Linked DNA regions of Hordeum vulgare: region 2 is linked to region 1. The links are chromatin contacts, called in public Hi-C maps. All regions are on one chromosome and are shown on one strand. Each heading gives the region's core, a stretch centred on a gene start, on an enhancer-like site or on the middle of the called end of the contact. The rest is flanking DNA. Distances are from core to core; before and after follow the strand shown.

Region 1 (3,935 bases), core at 993-3,492:
TCAGAGTCGACAGAGAATTCATAATCCTTATCGGTCACAAAGATAGGCGAAGTAGCGAACTTCGGGTCGTATTTCATCCTAGCGTTCAGAGATTTTTCTTTCCACTTGAGAAGCAATTTCTCAACATCAAAGCTATCCTTACACGCAAGAAAGTCCTCACCTATCTCTCCCTCCATAACATAGCGCTCAGGCATAACAGGCAATTCAGGTATAGTAGCAGGTTCTACTTCAATAGTATCAGCAGTGTCAGAAGTATCATCACGTCTAGCAGCAACTCTAGCAGCGACCGGTTGAGAGCCATTACAAGAGTGAGTTAATCGTAATAACTACAACAGTTACTAGTAACAACAACTCTAACTCTGGCGTTACCATGTCTTTAGTGTACTTTATGTGATAGTTTAAGTTTCTTGCCATTGAGACTTCTTCACCGTCCGCACCTTGCTTTAATCCGAGTGTCAGAGCATGTCCGACTGACCGAAGATGGTTCGAGTGACCTTGTGCATCCGAGTGAGAATCCGTTCGTTCGAGTGAGACTGAGACTGCACTGATAGCCTTGATGACATTGATGACTGTAGGGGGTCCTAAGTAGGCCTTGGAACGCAGATTCATAGCGTTATCCCTAATGAACAATCTCATTAGTATGCGCATGTGTATGAGTATTTGCTTCTGTATCATGTAAAAAAAACTAATGCTTAGTACTCAAAGCCAAATGTACCTACAAACTCTTCGGGCAAATCTTTTGCATGTATATTAAGAAAAACGAATGTACGAAGAATAAGATTTTAGCAATTTCATTAGGCGCAGCTAGTCGCCATAACGAAAATAGCACGTGGAGACGCACTGAACCATACGCAACTGTGAACTGGAGTGCAGCTCCATAAGCGGCCAAGCGAGAATTTCCGGGCTGTAAGCACCCTCTATTGTTAGTTTATTAAATACTCCCTCCGTTTCAAAATATTACAAATTCCATTAGAAGATTACATACAAAGCAAAATGAATGAATCTAAACTCTAAAATATGTCTATGTACATTCGTATGTAGTTTATAATGCAATCTTTAAAATGTCTTATATTTAGAAACGGAGGGAGTACTCAGTAGCCAACCTGGAAACGGAAGAATTGATTGGGAATTCAGCGCGTCCCTTTCAGCGGCGCTGGAGAAAGGAGTCGTGCATCGCTGGTCCAACAGCCTAGCTCGCACCACAGCCCACTGGATTGACTCCCTCGAGCTTTGCTGGCTATTTTATGGCGAATGAATGAAACGTGTCTATTTCTGTACTCTGTGCTTCTTCTTTTTAAGAGCATGGTTAATAGTATAGTCAACTGCTGGCTATAAGCAGTCTTATAACCCGTCTTATAGCTAGCTTGTATAATACTCCCTCTGTTCCTAAATATAAATCTTTTAAGATATTTCACTAGAAGTCTACATACGGAACAAAATGAGTGAATCCATACTCTAAAGTATGTCTATATACATCCGTATGTAGTTCACTAGTGAAATCTCTTTAAAGAATTATATTTAAGAACGGAGGGAGTAGTCGGCTATAAAAGAGTATTACTTTTATCATATCTGGCACATCTTTCATTCTCACAAATCACCTAGGAGCACGTGCTAGAGCTGGCTCTTCACGAAGAGCCCGTTTTCCTTCATTTGCTCTTCTCTTTCATTCAATTCAGCAAAAATATAGTATTTTAATCCTTAAAGCCTGCTGACTGTACCTTATTATACCTGCTCAGTACTCTGTACGTTGTGTATGTGTCAGCTGCTAGCTTGAGCTACGCACGCGACTTTATTTCCAGGGATTTCATTCTTGATTCCAGCTCGGAAAGACAGGCCAGTGGCTCTTCATTTGGAGACGGGCATGGTTTGCTTGGCCGTGACAAACACGCAAAAACCTTGAATGCTTCTGCCTCAAATCGTTGCTATAGCTTACACACACCGGTGCACACACACACACACATCTTGTGTTACTGGAGCAGTTGAGAAAAGTATTTCTCCAGGCTATTCTGACGGAGCAAAATGTCCCAACACAAGATTCAGATGGTGGAGAAAATCTGGTGCAGACGTGCAGTAACTCCCGTAGTCAAGCCCGAAAGCGAAAGATTTCAATAACGGCCTTAACTTGGCAAGACTTGTGGAGCCGCGAATGCAGTGCCACTTGCGACGGTAGCAGATCAGTTGTCGACGCGCTCGCAGCCACTCCATCGAGCATCGACCGAGCGTGACTTTAGCCACGGTGCCCCACCTTGGCGCGTCGCACGGGTAACGACGACCGACAGGCTAGAGGGAGAGGGCGGGCCGCTGCTTCGCTGCCTCCGGCCGGCAGGTTGGCGTTCGTGCGTGCGCATGCACCGTCACGGCGTGCGTGTGCATGCATCTGGGCATCTGGCTCTTGTCTCTGCTCCGGGCTCCTGGCCGGGTCAAGCTGGGCCTAGGATCCTACTGTTGCTTTCAGGCACGAGGACGGACACGCCATGTGTAACACTCGTCAGGCTTTCTTTGATAGAAGTGGGTTGAGGAGATTTGGGAGGAGGAAATTTAAGGGGATTTGATGAATTCCTTTCTTTCACCTAATTCTCTTAAATTTTCGGGACTTTGCTTCCACCGGTCCCTTGAGGCCTTGTTTGGTTAAGGGGGATTGAGGAGGTTTTGAGAGGGAGGGATTTCACGGGATTGAGTGGATCCCTTTGTTTCACCCAATCCTCTCAAATCTTCGGGGTTTTGCTTCCACTAGTCTTCCGAGGAGGGTTTTGAAACACATGAATATGAAGGGATTGAAGGAGAACGAAGGGGATTGGGCTAAGCAAACCCCTCCTACCAAATGAGCGCGCGGGGATTTGTGGGGTTTCTGGCCCCCTAGGGATTTTCCTCTCAAACCCTCCCCAATCCTCCATAACCAAACGAGGCCTGAAGAGGATCCCGAAACACATTGATAGGAAGGGATTGAAGAGGAATGGAGAGGATTCGATTAAGCAAACCCCTCTTACCAAATGAACGCCCTAGGTTTTGTGGCGTTTCTGGTCCTTCTAAGAATTTTCCTCTCGAAACCTCCTGAATCCCTTCGTGCCAAACGAAACCTTAAGGAGATACACTCAGATTCGTGAAATCAACCCCAGCGCTACACCGAGAGGATAGAATTCCTGGTGAATTTGTGTTCACGGGAGAGGAGGAAGAGAGGTATGAGCCTAGCTGGAGGGTTCACATAAACAAAGTTGGATGCCCTCTTCTGCAGAGAGGTGGCCAGTACTTGTCCTTCGCAGCGACTGTTACCTATTTGACGTTACAAGTGTACATTTTTGTTAACTGACGCGCCCCATCATGACGCCGGTTGAAGAATTTTTTTGAAAATTCTATGAATTTTTATAAATATTGATGATTTTTTAAGGTTGACGTACTTTTCTCTTAAAATCGATGGACCTTTTCTAAAATACTGAAATTCTATGAACTTTTTAAATATCGATGAAATCTTTTGAAATTTGATGAACAACTTTTAAATATGAATGAATTTTATAAAAAATGATGAACTTTTTAAAGATTTATGAACTTTTTTTCAGTTCAAAGAACTTTTTTTTAAATGAACTTTTTTTGAACTTCTATGAATTTTTTTCAAATTTTATGATTTTATTTATAATTTTACTGAACTTTTTTCAATTTCAATTAACTTTTTTTCAAATTGATGAAATTTTACAAAATTGATGAACCGTTTTTAAATATATGAAGTTTTTTTCCAAATGAATGAACCTTTTTATTTAAATATGTAAACCTTTTTTTGATATCATATTTTTATTTTTGTAACAAATATAAATCTGGATGTGTTTTTATAATGGATCAACATACTAGAAAAAAAAATAGGCAGCATGCTAGTAGGCCGACCCATGCCAGCGATGTTACAAGCATCGGATCGTTAACGAATGCGTGCAGCGTTGCATAGGAGT
Region 2 (3,935 bases), core at 899-3,398, 140 kb before region 1:
TCACTGCTATAGAGAATCACACCCCTTTAAATAAAAGGCGCATCTAAGCACAACGAAGAACCATGCCATATAAAACCAAGTGAATCCAACAGATACGCTAGTGTTAGTTGCTTATGTCTCTTAAAAAAGGATATGGCATGCACTGATGCACGCCATGAAGCATCAATGTCTTGCTACGAAGATTATTTTCCTTCAAAAAATCCTGTTAGCAGTGCATTGCATCATCAATATAAAGTACGGAAACCGTGTCTTGCCAGCAATGCTGTCTTGAACATTGAACCACAACCATCTTAAGAAGATAATGCTAGAAAATAATAGAACTTCATTTGCCGTTTTCAAGCACGGTCAATGAATGCCCCCTTTTATCCATGTCACTAAGATACATGAAAATAGTAGAGGAACAATATGGTTGTAACAGATAAGCTGGTAAGGCATGTTCGGAAGATTACCTGTTGCGAGATATTCAGGCGCAGCATATCCTTGAGTCCCCATGACCCTAGTAGAAACATGACTTTTATCGCCACTCGGGCCATCTTTTGCCAAGCCAAAATCAGAGAGTTTTGCATTATATTCCTGTATTCAGTCAAAGAAGGGCAACAAAATCAAATCTTTAGACCAGAGCTCCTTGTATTTCCACTTAGTGTATAGATAAGAGACTGAATTTGCATGCCCACCGAGTCAAGAAGGACATTAGAGGTCTTGAAATCACGGTATATAACTTTAGCCTCATCACTATGCAGGAAAGCAAGTCCCCTGGCAGCCTCAAGAGCAACCTTCATCCGCAAATTCCATGAGAGGGGCTGGAAATGTGGAGCTCCTGCGGTACGATTGCACTGTCACTCACCCATTTCCAACAGCACGAATGGAACATATCGTACACAAGATAATGCTGTATTTGAGAAACTCACTCCTGAAAAGATGGTGCTCCAAGCTACCCCTCGGCATGAACTCGTAAACAAGAAGCCGCTGCTCGTCCTCCAAGCAATACCCGATGAGCTTCACAAGATTGGGGTGTGATAGTTGCCCCAGGTAATTGACCTCAGCCTGCAAGATATTGTTTGCAGAAACAAATTAAAACCACTAAACCTCCAGCTCAAACAGGCACAAGAGGAAGTGCAACAAGGTCAGGAGTAGTGACCAACCAGCCATTCCTTGTGCCCCTGGAAACTGTCCAGCTTGAGCTTCTTCACCGCGACGATCATCCCGGTGCCGGGCTTGACGGGCGTAAACGTGCGCTCATCGATCCACCCCTTGAAGACGGAGCCGAAGCCCCCCTCCCCGAGCAGGCTGTCAGTCCGGAAGTTCCTCGTGCAACTTTTCAGCTCACTGAAGGTGAACTTGCGGAGGTTGGACGACTGCAAGATCTCCTTCTCGCTCCGGGGAGTCGGCGGCACCGACGACGAAGAACTCTTGCCAAAAGTGCTGGTGTCAGTCGCATTACTGCTGCTGCTCTTGGAATTGTTACCTGGATCGCAAAGCAAGCGGCCGCGGTTACTTCGCTGGTAAAACTCACGCTATCTTGAAGAAGATATCAATCCCGCTGTCATTCTGGGAGCAAAATTCACCCTACTTATTCGCTTGGGCAAACCATATGCGCATCACGCTTGGTAAAATCGTGCAATTTTGCTCACTATTTATATTGGCCATCCATTCCATGAAGACCAAAGCGGAAAACTAAATCGTGCAGAATCAACCAGCTGAAGTTGGACTCTTGTTCCAAACATTCCAACCAGAGAAGAAACGCTCGTTCCTTACTCCGGATAATTAGCAGGACCAAATCACTAGCCCAGACTGCCAGAACGGGGCCTGGAAGGCCGATGCAACCAACCAAGAAGCGATGCGAAGCGAAGTGGAGTAGAGTAGAGTGGTGGGGTACCTGAGGTGTTGGGAGCACTGAAGGTCGGGTTGATCTCGGCGTTCCCCTGCACGCCGGCGCAGTTCCCCATCAGGAGCGGCAACGGTACCGGCCAGTCCAACCGGAGCCACGAGGCTGGCTGGAGTCTGTCTGCTGTGGCTTGGGGGCTGGGGCTAGGACTGGGGTTGGCTTGGCGATAGCGGTGTCATTCTTTCCCTTCTTCTCTGCCTGCCTGCCTGCCTGCTAGGTTGGGTTGGAGGATCTATCATTGCTGCCTCCGTTTGGGCGAGGGTGGTGACTGGTGACGGTGAGAGCCGTGGCGTGGGTCCGGGCGGGCTAGTCGCCTCATCAATGAACGACAAAGGCTTTTCTCCTCCTCTCTCCGCCTGCGTCCATGTGATTCATTTGGTTTCTTGCAAAATTTAGACCGGACTAAACTTCCATGTCACCAATATAAGGAGAATAATAATAGTACTTCATAGTTCGTTCGACGGGACGTGATAGCACCACGGTGGCTGGCCTATTCAGCACAGCCTTTTTGAACTCGTACCTGCACATCACACCTGACACCGTATCGTTATCGCCGGCCTCCTTCGGGGATTATGTTGACGTTTCCCGTTTAACATTTCAACGGGGCGTGATTATCAGTCCAAGCAAATGTAGCGCTCGCCTTCGATCCATGTTAATTTATCCCCGATTTAGTACAACGTTTTCTCTTTCACGTTTTGTAAACTAAAGCACGCGATGGAGATTGCATGGCCGACCTGCCTTCCGCTGTGCAACAGGCCAACGTGCATAACTGCATGTCAGCATCAACGGGCCGGTGGTTGGCAGCGCTTCTTCTCCTGTCGATCACATAAATTTGCAGCGGCTTTCACTACGCTTATACCCATGCCTTCGTGCTCCCTCCGTCCGCCAAAAACTTCTAGTACTACCTCCGTCCAAGTGTATAGGACATGCGCGTAGTTCTAAATTATCAATTTAACTAGCTAAATATATATTATATGCAATAAAAGTTACATATTTAGAAACTACATATAATACATTATTAAGTAGTTAAATTAACGACCTAAAACTACGTGCATGCCCTATACACCAGTACGTTTATACCCATGCCTTCGTGCTCCCTCCGTCCACCAAAAACTGTACAGTACTAGAATTTTTTCCCACAAAGAGTGCATATTTACACCCCCAATGTACTTAGGCTGCCCGTAATAGTAGTATCATAGGTAATATCATGCATGTCAACTAAGCACTTTTGATGAGGTGACATAGAATTAAATAAAGAAAAATATGATTGAGTATCATATCATGATACCGTATCATATTAAATGATGTACTACTATGTGTCTTGCATGACAATAGATGAACTACATTATGATACTAACATATGATACTATGCATTAGGGATGTAGTATCATACACTAGTATCATATACATGATACTAGTATATGATACTACCCATTACAACCAGCCTTAGCCTCTAATTTTACTGGTATAAGTCCTGTAGCAACTTGTGCTCTAGTCATTGGTTGCATGCCTAACCTTAAATACTGCATGCAGCAACCGGTATTTAATCTTCTTCTCTCAATGGTTGCATGTACACATAAGCCTGTCCGTAATGAGAGTATCATATGTAGTATCATGCATGCCAACTAGGCAATTTCGATGAGATGTCATAGGATTAAATGAAGAAAAAGAGGGTTAAGTATCATATCATGATACTGTATCATATTAAATGATGTGCTACTATGTGTCTTGCATGACAATAAATGAACTATCCTATGATACTAATATACTCCCTCCGTTCCTAAATATAAGTCTTTCTAGAGGTCCAACTAATGGACTACATACGGATGTATATAGACATATTTTAAAGTATAGGTTCATTCATTTTGCTCCGTATGTAGACATCTAATGAAATATCTTAAAATACTTATATTTAGGTACGGAGGGAGTATGATACTATGCATTACGAATGCGGTATCATACACTAGTACCATATGCATGATACTAGTATATGACACTACCCATTACAACCAGCCTAAGTATGCTACTTTTGAACATTACTTATGCCATG

Evidence for each region. Hi-C and Micro-C count contacts between places; a contact is called where the count stands out from the background.
Region 2: a Hi-C map of seedling shows a contact between it and region 1, with 6 times the contacts expected there. The contact joins the promoter of LOC123449020 here to the enhancer-like site in region 1. A contact is called at or near these places in 5 of 6 Hi-C or Micro-C datasets (leaf and seedling) and 1 of 1 datasets of contacts at active chromatin or transcription factors (embryo).

Annotation. Positions count from the first base shown.
Region 1 is chr4H:475,069,523-475,073,457 of MorexV3_pseudomolecules_assembly, reverse strand. No RefSeq gene overlaps it. Among protein-coding and RNA genes, the nearest start is that of LOC123449018, 16 kb to the right of the region's middle. Within about 2 kb of position 2,242, at least 3 of the 3 cell types and tissues checked have open chromatin away from gene starts, as enhancers often do. A contact at or near this core is called in leaf and seedling, where this site is marked.
Region 2 is chr4H:475,204,732-475,208,666 of MorexV3_pseudomolecules_assembly, reverse strand. LOC123449020 (receptor-like cytoplasmic kinase 176) reads right to left here and starts at 2,148. Exons shown (of 6, transcript XM_045126082.1): 1 at 1,877-2,148; 2 at 1,143-1,465; 3 at 909-1,044; 4 at 675-817; 5 at 450-573. The coding sequence starts at 1,946.